2 separate regions of the Mus musculus genome follow, and region 2 is linked to region 1. A link is a contact called in public Hi-C data. All regions are on one chromosome and are shown on one strand. The core of a region is the stretch at or near the end of the contact, and the rest is flanking DNA. Distances in the headings are between cores, read along the strand shown. Region 1 overlaps Gm12576 (a long non-coding RNA gene). Region 2 has its middle 23 kb from the start of Ddx52.

Region 1 (7,114 bases), core at 1,984-4,483:
CCCTAATGGCTTTCCTCTGTGCCGATGCATTAATGAGGCTCCGGCTCATTCTAATCAGAAGGAAGCCATGCAGATAATTGCCTGAATTTTTAATTCAGAGTTATGATAGGAGAATCAAAGTCACACTGCAGTTGCTGAGGCTACCTCTGGTTCCAGCCCATTGACTTTTGCAATTTTCTTTGATTTCCCCCTCCCTGTCTCTTTCTCCCACTCCCACCTCTCTCTCTCTCTCTCTCTCTCTCCCTCTCCCTCTCTCTCTCTCTCTCTCTCTCTCTCTCTCTCTCTCTCTCTCTCCTCTTTCTCCCCTCCCCCCTTCTCTGTTCCTGGAGGCAGTTTCAAGTTGGGTGGCATAGAGAAAAACAAGGGCAGCCTTTAGGATCTTTCTACCTCCTCTTTTTTTTTTTTTTTTAATTCTTCCCTCCCCCACCATTGAAGGAGTTACTCTCTGATACACCTGTCACCCCAGGGCTGGTTCTGGGAGAGTGCTCTGCCATTGGCCTCCCCACTCGGGGTCTCCGTGCTCACAAGCAAAGACAGGAAATCTGCCGCGGGAGAGGACCTCCCTTGGCAATTTACCTTTCATTTCATCTCAGATTTTAGGGTGAGAGGGTGAGACTTAAAGGAGGAGGGGCAGGGAGAGACATCAGGTGGTCAGGGAGTTCTCAGCAACTGTGGGCTGAGCTGAGGGTAAGGAGGATGCCGGGGGTCCTTTCTGAACAGATTTACCTCCTGATGGTGACTACGGTAGAGAGCTAGAACCTTAAAAGACTTTCAGAACTCTGAGGACGTTCCAGTGGTAAAATGGGGTGAAGGCAAATTGGTCACACTATATATGTCACCACCCTGCTAAGGTAAACCACCCAGAGGCAGCACCAATGGAGGCTCCCTGACATTGGCCAGTTTCCTCCACAGCCTGAGACAGATTTGGCTGGGGGAGGAGAGTCAGCTTTCTTGGCCCAGGTCCAACAAGGTATTCTGGCTCTTCCAGGACAGTGGCTATTCCTGCAAAGGGAATTTCTTCCCCCAGCATCCCCTACAGCCACACAATACCAACAAATGTTTACATTTGAGGCCCCATCAGCAGAGCGAGCCTCAACTCTGACCTGATGCCCACGTTCACATGGCTTCCGGGAGCGGACTATATCTCCATACCTGGTTCTAGGAGATGATCTTACTTTCAAGAGACAGAAGGCATCTGCACTGTGTGTGAGCATCTTCTAGCTGCCAAGGGTTTCCCATGCCATTCAGCCATTAAGTCCTCACAAATACCATGTGAAGAAGATGTGGCCGTATCTACCCACCAGGAAGTAGGTGAATCAGCCTGAGATAGAAGTCTTGTTGCCACCTGCATCTTACTTCTCAAACGGAAGGTGGTGTTTGTTTGTCTGGTTTTGGACTTTTGCTTTGGCAGAATACACAAATACCTTTTAAGCGATTGCACTCCCAGGTCAGAGCAGTATTTCTGCTAACAGTCTTTCCCATTGCAAGATCCCAGAAATGACAAGGGGCAGTTACCTTTATTGCCCCATGGGGCTTTCTTTTCCGCAGTCAAATGTGGCCTCGTGCTTGAATAACACCCGTGTCTGGAGAACGCTTAAGCAGTTTCAGCCATACTCTGTCTTTTCTCAGACGTTAGGGACAAAGGGGAGAAGACTGCCACCTGCTTGAGACCAGGGGACTTCACCTAGACTCGGCTACTATACAAGTGCAAACCTCCACTGAACTTTTTACTATTGCTGCTGGTTTGTTTGTTTGTTTGTTTGGCAGGGTCTCACTGTGCCCCTGGCTGGCCTGGGACTCTCTATGTAGACGAGACTGGCCTTGAACTCACAGAGCTCCACCTGCCTTTGTCTCCTGAGTGTTAGGATAAAAAGAATGATCCACCATGTCCTGCTCTATTGAAGTTTTGTTTTTGTTTTTGTTTTTGTTTTTTTTTAAATAAAATCAGCCGTTTGGCTTGATGGTGCAAACGTGTAGTCCCAACACTGAAGAAACTGAAGCAGGAGAGTAGCAGGTTTGACTGTAACCTGGGCAATGTAGTGATACTCTGCCTCAAAAAAATAAAAATAAAAACAAGTTAGTATGATGTTTCATCTGTGTAACCCCAGTCTTGGAGAGCTGAAGCAGGTAAGTTGCTAAGGGCTCCAAGGCAGCCTGGGCTACAGAGTCAGACTTTGTCTCAATAATAATAATAGTAATAATAATAATAGTAATAGTAAAAAATTAGTGCCCATTTCTTTTCTAAAGGGGACATTTAAAAATACTTTTAGGCAGAGTTGGGTTTCATTCACTCAGCAAATATTTAATCAGCATTGATCATATTCCAGGCTGTGCCAGGCACTGAGGCTGATGGGAAGAAAGAGTCCTGCTCTCTATGAGCTACATTTAATGCTCATAGAAGTAAATTCTTATCCCACAGGATGAAGGCTGCAGCAGACAGAAGTACAACGTTCAATGAACATTGAATGGATGCCCTGAAATCAAGCTTACAAAAACCACTGTTTAAACTCCAGCAAAATCGACAGTCACAATCAGAACCTTGTCCCTGTGCTCAGGGTGTATCCATTCAGGGATGAGCAAGCGCATTCTAAACTTTGCCCCCTTCTTCTCCTCCTGAGCCATCTTTCTCCTGGCTCCTTGGAGACCCAGGCTGCTCCCCAGACCCTGTGCACTCCAGCTTCAGCCCTGTGAACCTGGAGTTAATGATTAAACCCAGCGTCGGTGAGGTGGCTGGAGGCAGAGGCTTCCTTGGGGTGAGCCAGGCAGCTCAGTCTTGAAAATTGCCCGGGTTCCTGGCTCTGCTCCAGCCTGGCACAGGCCAGAGACAGATCCAGCACCCACACCCACAGGCAGTACCTCCTCAAAGTCTTCTGAAACCTCAACACCATGCAGTCTCTAGCCCTTCTGGAGCAAACCTAAGGCACTGGGGGGCCTTCTGAGGGGTGTGTGTGTGTGTGTGTGTGTGAATGAGTCTTTAGGACAGATTCCAGTTCTGCTACCAATTAGCAGGGCGACCCCTGGGGCAGTCTCCTTACCTTTTTGGAGCTTCAAACTCCTCATCCGTAACAAAAGAAGACTGTGAGCAGACTGGGCCCTGTTCCATGCCTTTGTCACGAGCTGAGCTGTCACGCCGGCCTGGTACGTGCTATTTCTTCTGACTTCTCACTCATCCTTCAGGATGAAGCAAAGGTCTCACCATCTTCAGAAAGCCATCCCTGGCTTCCTCCCTGTGTGCCACCCCCAGCCTCCAGGCACTGCTTGCCCTCTCATGACACATCACTTCTAGTTGTCCCCAGCTAGACTGAGCTTAGGGAAGAAGTTGTTTATCTTTTCTATCCCAGCATAGAGTCTGACACTAAGTGTGAGCTCAGAAATGTCAGGTTTCATCCGATTAGAATTGTCTCCATTAGTGGAATCCATTTTAATATTTTTTTAAAAAAAGATTGATTGATTGACTGATTGATTGATTGATTGATTTAACACGTATGAGAGCTTTGCTTTGCCTACATGTATATCTGAACACCATATCTGTGCCTGGTTCCCAAGGTTGCCCAAAGAGGGTAGGACTACAGTTAAAGATCTTTGTGAGCCAACATATGGGAGCTGGGAATCAAACTTGGGTCCTCTGGAAGAGCATCCATTGCGCTTAACCACTGAGCCTTCCTTCCAGCCTCTACTTATTTTAATCTTTACTTCTTTGGTCCATGTCTCTCTTTCCACTTTAACAATAAAATCTTACTCACTTTATTTCCTTTCAGTTTGGAAACCCTCCATTCTACTTCTTGTCCCCCTCACTACCTTAGGTAAAGAACCCTTGAAATATTAGTGTAGTGTTAATATCTCCAACTTCTTTGAAATATTAGTATAATATTAATATCTCCAACTTCTTTGAAATATTAGTGTAGTGTTAATATCTCCAACTTCTTTCCCCCAGATGTAGAAACTTCAGTCCTTCCCAAGTTTGTACCATGTTATAGTTCTTCGGTGTCATCTTATTTTTGTAATCCAACAAAATTATTGTATGAAATAATTTATAGTCAATATTATTTAAATATGACTATACAATTATGTATTTATTTTTTGTTTGTGTTGGTTCTTAAGTGCCACTTCATATAGGATCAGCTGTCTTCAAAGCACATCCTTTAGTAATTCTCTCACTGAGGGATTATGACAGATAAGCTCTTCTCTATCTGAGAAAAGTCTTTATATTGTTTTCAGTCTTGACTACACCTTAGCTATGAATCTGTATGTGAGTGGCTGTTCTTCTTGTGCATTTTCAAGTTTACTCCCACTGGGTTCTGGCATCTTTAGTAGCTGATAAGAAATCTGCTGTCAGTCAGAAATGTGTTTAGAGGATAGATGTGGTGGGGCACAACTTTTATCCCAGCACTCAGGAAACAGGCAACTGGATCTCTGAGAGTTCAAGGCCAGGCTGAACTACATGGAGAGTTCAAGGCCAACCAAAGCTAGATAGTGAGCCCCTACTTCAAATAAACACACACACACACACACCACCCGGTTTTGTTTTGTTTTGTTTTTTGTTTTTTGTTTTTTTGTTTTTGAGATAGGATTTTGCAGCCTAGATTAGCCCATGTTGTGTAACAGTTTCCTTTGAGATTGAAACAACCTATCCTTCAGGGAAGCTCCTTAAACAGGAAGGTAAATAACTCAAAATAACTCCAGGAATTCCCTGAAACTGACCAGATTCACTAGGCTCCTCCCTGCCTGAGTAAGCAATTAAAAATTTTTTTTCAAACTTCCCTTTAAGACCTGGGGAAAGCCTGGCGGTGGTGGCACATGCCTTTAATCCCAGCACTCGGGAGGCAGAGGCAGGCAGATTCCTGAGTCCGAGGCCAGCCTGGTCTACAAAGTGAGTTCCAGGACAGCCTGGGCTATACAGAGAAACCCTGTCTTGAAAAAAACAAAACAAACAAACAAACAAACAATCAAACAGACCTGGGGAAAAGAACAGCCACCAACAAGATTCTCAGACAACCTGAACTGAAGCAAAAGCAAAGAAGGAGCCAAGCTAAATGGACTCTGAGACCGGACCAGTTGCCTGGGAGAAGCAGAAGCTGGCATGGCTGCCTGCAAGAGATGTAGACTAGAGTCTCTTGGAAAGAACATTCTCCAACCTGCTGAGCTGCCTGCAGGCTGTACAGTGTGCTCCGGGTTCTCAGCTTTGTGAGCTGTCATCCATGATAGGGGCGGGGAGGGGAGGCGATGATGCAGCTGTCTTTGAGTCATTTCTGCTTCTGTAAGTAGCCCCAATAAAACTCATGGTTTACTAAATAGGACTTTGGTGGTATCTGTACCTGAGTCTGTCATGGGCTCCCTATCTGGGATGAATAGATGGGTGTGTGCTGCATCTCCCTAGAAAAAGTTTTGTCACACAACAGCCTGGTATTTGAAACCCTCCTGCCTCCTCCTCTGCACTGGGACTATAGGCCTGCCTACCCTAGCTAACAAGGGGTCACCAGATCTTTCTTCATTTGTAACTGTTCATCATCTTTCTGGTCTCTTAAGTTTGGAGTTTCAGTAACTGTATTTTCTCTTTTAAATGTTCACCTCCCCCCCCCCTTTTTTTTCCTTTTTACTATTCCATTCTTGGCTTGCTTTAAATATTTCAAATACATATGTTTCCTAATCTCTTTCAGCGTATTCTGCTACCTGCTGTTCTGTCAATGGCAATCTTCTGCTGACTCTTAGCAACTGCCCATCAGAGTGCTTGTTCCTGAGAGAGACAGAGAAAGAGAGAGAGAGAGAGAGAGAGAGAGAGAGAGAGAGAGAGAGAGAGAGAGAGAGGCAGAGAGAGGGAGAGACAGACACAGACAGAAAGACAGAGAGCCTGGGGGTTAGGGACATGTTCTACCCTTGAGCTACCTTCCAGTTCAGCCCAGCTTGTAATTTTTGGTGAGTTCTTCTTCAGCAGGCACTTTCAGTACAGTTTCACCTCTGCTGGGCCCTGGGGAGTTCAGGCATATGAACCAGTTGCTTTACTACACAGCCTGGCTGTTGTGATTCAAACAGCACACCTTCACTCTAGATAGGTCAGGGTAGACATCTTTGTTCAGTGTCTATTTTTTTTACTTGAGTCTTGGGCATGGAGGCTTCTTGCATGTTTCCTATGCAGGAGTGCTTTTTCAGTCTTAACTCCTGCATCCTAAGGCCATTTCCACTTTTCTCTGTCCTCAGAGTTTGTCTTCCATGCCTCCACTGACTATTTAAAACAACTTCTAGGGCTGGAGAACCTTTACTCAGTAGGTAAAGGTGTGTCCTGATCTTTCAGGAACCTGAGTTCAGTTCCCAGTACCCATCTCTGTCAGCCCACAACTTCTCATAACTCCAGTTCCAGGGTGAATCCAACTCCTCTGGCTTACAATGAGCACACATGCATGCATGTGTGCATGCACACACATACACACACACACAATTAAAACAATAATCTTAAAAATTTAACTCCCGATACCTGTCATTGAATCTGAGACCTTTTTTCCTACTTAATAATGTATTTGGAAATAAACAGGTCTTGTGTTATTTTCCTTAATCCAGATTTTTATAGTAGGAATTAGGGCCTATCAGTTCATGTGTTTCATTAACCTGCAGTCTCCAGACATTTGTTCACATACAAGTTTCCTTCCGGTTAGACAGTCTGATTTTTCTTTTTCTTTTTTGTTTTTTGATTTTTGATTTTGAGACAGGTTTTCTCTGTATAGCCCTGGCTGTCCTGGAACTCACTTTGTAGACCAGGCTGGCCTCGAACTCAGAAATTCGCCTGCCTCTGCCTCCCAAGTGCTGGGATTAAAGGCGTGCACCACCACGCCCGGCCAGTCTGATTTTTCATATGTCCAAAAACAAAACTTCACGTCAGAGCTAGAAGTCCAAGAGCTGCCATCTTTCTGCATTGCTCTTCCAGTGAGAACACGGAAAGCCAACATGAGGGGAAGTCACCATAAAGACCACAGACCAAGCTTCTCACCAGCTGTATTTTGAGAGCAATAGACATAGACTGTGCCTAGAAAAACTGAAGGACTTTTTAAAAGAACTCTCCACACGAAAGTTTTGTACCCTGAGATTTCTCTCCAACAGTGCTAACATCCCAGCATCGCCTCAT
Region 2 (7,114 bases), core at 3,098-5,597, 99 kb after region 1:
AGTGTTTTGCCTGCAGATATGTGTGTGCAGCACGTGTGCTCCTGGCATCTAGAGAAGTCAGAAGAGGGTATTTGATCCCCTGGAACTGGAATTAGGGAGAGTTGTGAGCCGCCATGTGGGTGCTGGGAATTCAACCCGACTTCTCTAGAAGAAGAGAAAGTGTTCTTAATGGCTGGGCTCTCAGCCCAGGAACGTGCTCTATTGTCTCTACAACTCCATGGCGCCTGTTGCAAGGAGGTTCTCTGTGAAGACTTGTATGCATTAATGCATGAATGAATAAACAAATGGGTTTTATACATACATGCATAAGTTAATATTTAAAATCGCTGATCTATTCAATTCATAGCCAACTTCTACAGAGTCAAACAAGTGGGTTGTTTGGATTCCTAGTTTCCTTCTGTATCTAAAGCTGTCATGTCAGGCAAAACAAAGCATGAAGAAGGCCACCAAGGAGCCAGGCTTGGTGGCAACACACCATTTATCCCAGCGTTCAGGAGGCAGAGGCTACACAGAGAAACCCTGTCTCAAAAATCAAAACAAAACAAAACAAAACAAACACCAGGAAAAAAGAAAGCCCACCAAAAGTAGCTCTAAAGCAATCCGCAGCCCAGGAACCTTTGATAAGTAGCCATTTAGAATCCACATCAGCTGCTTCCACTCTCCAGATCCCAGATTTGCTGTTGACCTGCCCCGCTCGTTCCCTGTGACGGACCCCACAAAAAGATTCATTCACTGTGTATTGAGGAGGGTCTTGTGATGTTGCCTAAGCTGGTGTTTAACTCTTGAACTCAAGGAATCCTCCTGTCTCTGCTTCCTGCATAAATGGCAATATGATAGATCATATACCACCAAACCCAGCCAGCCAAAAGAATTAAAGCCAGTGTCCCAGGCATTTGAAGAGTAGAGTTCCTGGACACAAGACTCCTATACCCTGCTAAAAGTACCAGGATAAACCCACAGGTAAAGGGACAGTCCTGTGGTTTTTCAGTTGGAGGAGTGCAGAGTCACAATGACACACAACACGTTAAGTCACTAGGTGGTCTGAAAGCAAAGGCGTGGGCCATGCAAGTTGTTAGAGACCCACTCTTGCACATAGTACATGTGGCTTGGCCAAATGTCACTAATACTAAGCTGCTCAAGGGAGGGTACAGGACAGTGAGCTAAGGTCCCCAAGAAACCACAGAAATCAATCCCAGCACTCGGGAGGCAGAAGCAGGCAGATTTCTGTGTCTGAAGTCAGCCTGGTCTACAGAGTGAGTTCCAGGACAGCCAGGGCTACACAGAGAAACCCTGTCTGGAAAAACAAAACAAGTTAAAACAAAACAATCAAAAAGAAGCCACAGGAAAAGCTGCTTCTCTTCCTAGAGTATCCATTTGATCCAGAGCAAAATAATCCTTTGCTGTGTCTTTTAAGTCAAAGCAAGCTGATAGGTCATGGTATAGGTCATGGTAGAAGACATAAAGTTTAAATTCACCTTAAAGATAAATTACAAAGCTTCAAAGAAATTTGCTTTTTGTACCGCTCTGGGTCCATTGAGTAGCAGGCATTCCCTCAGAAGCCCTGGCTCAAAGGAGCCACACAGAAATGGAATGTGCCACTAGCCTCTCCTCACACTGTAAAGGTCCCCTCAGTGCACTGATGTCATTGGTAGAGCAAGAGCCCCCTCCATCATCTGGGCTGACTATCCTGTCGCTTTCCTTTGCCTCCCAGGTTCTCATCTGGAATGTTGTGGATACCCTTGTGTTAGTCCCTGTCTCAGTGACCACAGCAGCTCTCCATATGGATGAGACACTGGTAAGCATGCCTTGGGAGGAGCTCCGGACAGACAGGACAGACAACTCCTCTTTTCTTGCTGCCTCCAGGTGACAGGAAGCCCAGACAAAGCAACATGGGTACAGATGACAAGGGCAGGGCAACCAGGGCCCAGGGAAGTAAATTTCGCTGATTTAGTTTTTATGTTTCTGTGGGAGGGCTTGTCGTTGTTGTTGTTGTTGTTGTTGTTGTTGTTGTTGTTATTGCTGCTGCTGTTGTTGTTGTTACTGTTGCTGTTGTTGTTGCTGCTGTTGCTGTTGCTGCTGCTGCTGCTGTTGTTGTTACTGCTGTTGCTGTTGCTGTTACTGTTGCTGCTGCTGCTGTTGCTGTTACTGTTGCTGCTGCTGCTGTTGCTGTTGCTGTTGGAGATAGAGTCTCACTATACAGGCCTGGATGACCTGGAACTCACTCTGTTGATCAGGTTGTTACTTATTTTGGTTCCTGGATAGAAAGACTAGATAATTTCTTCCCAAGTAGAGACATTAGAAATTAATCTGGGTGTGTGTGTGTGTGTGTGTGTGTGTGTGTGTGTGTGTCTTTTTGTGTGTATATCTGTGTCTGTCTATCTGTATGTGAGTGAATGTCTGTGTGTGTCTGTCTGTCTGTGTCTCTCTGTGTGTCTATGTGTATGTCTGTGTGTCTGTTTCTCTCTCTGTCTCTGTCTCTCTCTCTGTCTATCTCTGTCTGTCTCTGTCTCTCTCTGTGTGTATGTCTGTACCTATGTCTGTGCTATGTGTGTCTGTGTGTAAGAGTATCTGTGCGTGTGTGTCTGTGTGTCTGTGTGTCTGTGTGTATGGGTGTATATCTGTGTGTCTGCCTGTCTGTCTGTACCTCTGTGTATCTCTCAGTGTGTGTGTGTGTGTGTGTGTGTGTGTGTGTGTGTGCAATTGGATGTCAGAGGGTGATGTTGAGTCTCTTCCTCTGTCTCTATCTTATTCCCCTGAAACATCATCCTTCACTAAACCTGAGTTGCTTCACCTAGGCTGGCTAGCCCAGGAGCCCCCAGGATCTGTGTGTCTCTCCTCCACAGTGCTGAGGACACAGGCACACAGAGTCATGCCCCAGTCTTTATGTGAGTGCTAGGGACTCAAACTCGGGTCCTCATGCTTTCGGAGAAAGCTGTTTTACCACTGAGCCATTTCCCTAACTCCAGAAATGACTTTTATCTATATTTTTGAGAGGATGTCATTGAAATCAGCTCCACTCTGGACTGTTCTGAGGTTGAGAATAAGTAGATATGTCTCCAGCTCAGGGGTATCTTGTCTAAGTTCACTCTGAAACAAATATGCCCAGGCTCCTGACCACCAAAGTAGGTTCCCCAGCCCCCGGCAGCTCCCTCCTCTGACCTTCAGGCAGGTAAAGTACCTCTGAGTCTCCTTAAGGATGAAAACAGTATCTCATTAGCCCATGTGCCCCTACTGCTTAGTGGAGTCACTACACAGGGACGCTTTTGGTAAATATTTGTGGGTAACGAGATAACAGTGTTCACCTGATCATCACAAATATTTATATGGTTATAGTCTATGCACTCCGCTGGGCAGAGGGATTCAGTGATGGATACAGAAAGAGTCTTAAGGCTGGAGGATGTGGCTTCCTGGTACAATACTTGATTAATATGCTCAAGACCTCCTCAACAACAACAACAACACACACACACACACACATCCCAAAGACCCTTAAAGCTATCAAGGTGGGTTCAGTTTCCTGTAGCTAAAGATATCCGGAGGAACAAAGGTCATGCTCATAGGTGGACCATCACAATCACAGGAATGCCTGTGGTGGGTGGGCTGACGGTGACCCTCCCATCACCCTGTAGGAAAGTGAGGCCCAGAAGACACCTGTTGAGACAGGTAACTCCCACTTGTCCATTGTCCCATGTTTGCAGAGGAGCTGCAGGGAGCTGGGAGTGGGGGGAGACGAGGAATAGGTCACAAGCAGCCGGTCCTCCTTCCACAACCTAGTACACAGATAGGGCAGCTGTCCTGGGCAGGATCTATAACTCCTGATTTCAAGGCCTTATCATAAACAAGCTTTTCTCAATTGCAGGATCTGGATAAAGGGGTATACAGGTAGGAACAGTCTGGAAATGAGGGCAGGAGGGATAATCTAGCAACAGTTAGAATCGTGCGTACAGTTAGGATGCACGGATGGGAGAGTTGGAAGCAGGGTAGAGATATTTCTGACTAAATTGCCATATGGGACATTGAACTCATTAATTACAGTGCTTTCCTTCTTGCCCCATTCCCACAAGCAAAGGTGGTAAACATGCTTTGTCACCTGGTGAAATCCTAGGACAAGCCCAGAGAGCCAGCCATCGGAGCATTGTCCTGGCCTGCATCCTACTTATTGTTGATTTCCTGCTGTTGGCAAGTGCTTCTGGTCATTACCTAGCACTTCTGGAGGCAGGACTACTGAGGCAAGATGGCAAGATCCTGGAAAATAGTGAACTTCCCACAGAGAGGGAGGGGGACTGTGATGCTACCATCAGAGAGGGAGAGGATGGGAAAGGAAAGGAGACGGCAAGCTGAGACCTCAAGGCAAAGCGGATGTACCTGTCTGTCCCCTGCCAACACAAACTGCAGCCGTGTCTCTGCTTTCAGATCTTCCTCTAATCCTCATCCCCTCTTCATGCCTCCAGAGGCCAAGGGAAGCAGCCTTCACCCCGACCCACACTCCTACAGAGCAGCCTGAAGAAAGGGAACAATTATTCCTTCCCGGTGAAGGCCCGTCACTAACCATTCTGGACTTGGACCTTCCCTAGGTCCCGCTCCTAGGTAGGACTGCAAGCCCAGCACAAGGGGGAAGAGGTCTCTAAGAGGACCCCCAGGCTGTGCCTCCCTCCTCCTGCTGCTCTTCGGAGACATCAAACACGCTAGGCCTCGTGTGTAGTTGGAGTTAACAAACATAGCAAGGCCTCTCCTTTAGCTTCTCAACTCTGGCCTGAGCAAATCCCCCCTGGGACTTCAAAGCCAGCAACAATGTTTGCCAGGCCACAGCGCAGCAACAATGCTTTCCCTTTTGACCTGAGAAAGCATCCCGGCATCATTGCTGGAGGACTGCAGGCCAGGAAGCCAGACCTGAACATGGAAGCCTGCTCTGAGGTAGCCATTCCCCACAGCTCACTCTGCTGATCCAAGCACAGGGGAATGTGTGAGTCAGGCCTGATGGGAAATGGGATCCCACACCTTAGAGAAGACGGCTCTGGACAGAGAGAACAGGCTGCACCTACCTCCAGAGCAAGCTGTGACGAGCCTTATCACACCCAGACATGATGGCTACAGTGTGTACCTGCTGATGTCCGCAGGGACTTCCAGGGACATGGCAATGTGTGTACCAGATGTATGCGATTTCTGTAAAGGAGCATGTATGAAAATCTACATATCCCAATCGTCCCAGAAGCTACCAATGTGATCTTAACTTCTATTCCGAAAGCCAATATTAATAATTGGTCTGAAAGCAAAGGCCAGAGAAGGGTGTGGCAGAACAGCACAGGGTCTGGGGAGATGGCTCAGTGGTTAAGTGTACTTTCTGCTCTTCCAGAAGACCTGGGTTCAATTCCCAGCACCCATATCTAGCTACTTACAACTCTATACTTCCCAGTTCCTGAGCTCGCTTGGTACATATAAACTCACACAGCCACACGCACAGAGGAGGGGGCATGCCTGTCAGTATTGGAAATGGAGAAACCATAGGGCTTACTCTCTCCCAACATCCCCCACACACACACACACACACACACACACTACTTCTCCTGAACAGCCGATGAAGCACACATCCTTTCAGGAACTGTAATTTAAGGACCAAAAGGCAGCCCTAGGGACTGCAGAGATGGCTCAGCAGGCCAGAGCTCTTGCTGCTCTTCCAGAGGACCTGAGATTGGTTCCCAGTGCCCGCGTTGGACAACACACACACACACACACACACACACACACACAACCACACACTGAAATGAAAGAAAAGTGTCTTAGACTTAGCATTCAACTATATGATTATAACGACGTAATTTTTCCCTAAAGAAGGACTCTCACCTTCTGTGCCTCCACCACTCCATGCAAAAGGCAGCACTAAGAGTGTCCCAGCCCTTTGTGGAAATGCGCTCAGGATAAAGGAAGTGCGGGATAGGAAGCTTTGAGGTGCATGGACACAAGTGTCACTCCGAAAGTGGGTTCCTACTGTGACACAGCCAATTCCTCCCCATGTGACTCAGAGAGTATTAACATTCCTCTGTTTTGTTTTGTTTTGTTTTGTTTTGTTTTGTTTTGTTTTTTGAAACAGAGTTTCTCTGTGTAGCCCTGACTGTCCTAGAACTTGCTCTGTAGAACAGGCTGGCCTCAAACACAGAGATCGGCCTGCCTCTGCCCTCCAAGTGCTGGGACTAAAGGTGTGAGCCTCCACTGCCTGACTGGATGTTAATATTCTAACCCTGCTTCTTCATCTTTATAGAGTTGGAACTTTTTAGAAGACCATGCCCTAAGAGAAAAAAACAAGAAACAAAACAAAACAAAAAAAACCTGTTCTTAAGAAGGGCACCGCTATGATCCTAGCAATGGGAGGTAGGGGCAGGAAAATCAGGACTTTAAGGTCAATCTCTGATGCATGGTGAATACGAAGCCAGTGTGGGTTACATGAGACCCTGTCTCAGAAAACACACAATAAAAACAAAAATGCTGGGTGTGATAATTATATGGTAACATCTTATATAATAAGATGATGAAGAATATCTCTTAGAATCCCTGGTCTAGGGCTGTGGACCCCACACAAAGGGCATCCACAGCCCTGACTTCACAGCTATAGAAAGGGCAGCACGACAGCTGAGAGCCCAGATACTGCAGCAGGGCTCACTGGAGTCCCGCCCACCTTGCCATTTTCAGCTTGCACCCTTCACTAAGCATTGTCTCTGTGCTTTGTTTTCCTCATCCATAAAACAAGGATCAAAACAGCATCCACCATAAAGGACTATGGTTATGATGAAATATATTAACACAGAGAGAGGGCTCAGAAGGGCTCCGTGGGACACACAACACCATATTCATGTTTACAGTTCTTAATATTGAATTCTCAAACTAAGTATCTATGGTATTGCTTCTACAAATGCTATGCAGGACACAGACAAAATTCGAAGCATTGGGTAAGTGTTGAGAATGTGTGTTAGACTTGGGGGATGTCCAGAGAGCCGTGGAGGTGGCTTGTAAGGAGACTCAGTGTTATGGAGATAGGGGTAGCTAGAAGCTCGGCCTCAGAGGCACCTGGAAGTTGATTTGTGCTAGTCCAGTGGAAGAGTAGAAGGCTACCCTACTAAGC

Evidence for each region. A called contact is a pair of places that touch in the nucleus more often than the background predicts.
Region 2: a contact with region 1 is called in a Hi-C map of extraembryonic ectoderm, with 2.8 times the contacts expected there. The contact joins two enhancer-like sites. A contact is called at or near these places in 9 of 15 datasets of contacts at CTCF or cohesin (CD8 T cells, the NIH/3T3 cell line, embryonic stem cells and 4 more), 157 of 484 Hi-C or Micro-C datasets (the 4T1 cell line, 8-cell embryo, the AtT-20 cell line and 77 more), 21 of 115 datasets of contacts at active chromatin or transcription factors (the 230-238 cell line, Th17 cells, astrocytes and 13 more) and 1 of 9 other capture datasets (embryonic tail).

What each region holds. Positions count from the first base shown.
Region 1 is chr11:83,817,273-83,824,386 of GRCm38.p6, forward strand. It overlaps Gm12576 (a long non-coding RNA gene), which reads right to left. Exons shown (of 4, transcript XR_388929.3): 3 at 3,036-3,171. Among named protein-coding and RNA genes, the nearest start is that of Gm38934, 9.8 kb to the left of the region's middle. Within about 2 kb of position 3,234, at least 41 of the 459 cell types and tissues checked have an H3K27ac peak or open chromatin away from gene starts, as enhancers often do. A contact at or near this core is called in extraembryonic ectoderm and sperm, where this site is marked.
Region 2 is chr11:83,915,419-83,922,532 of GRCm38.p6, forward strand. No RefSeq gene overlaps it. Among named protein-coding and RNA genes, the nearest start is that of Ddx52, 23 kb to the right of the region's middle. Within about 2 kb of position 4,348, at least 14 of the 459 cell types and tissues checked have an H3K27ac peak or open chromatin away from gene starts, as enhancers often do. A contact at or near this core is called in extraembryonic ectoderm and sperm, where this site is marked.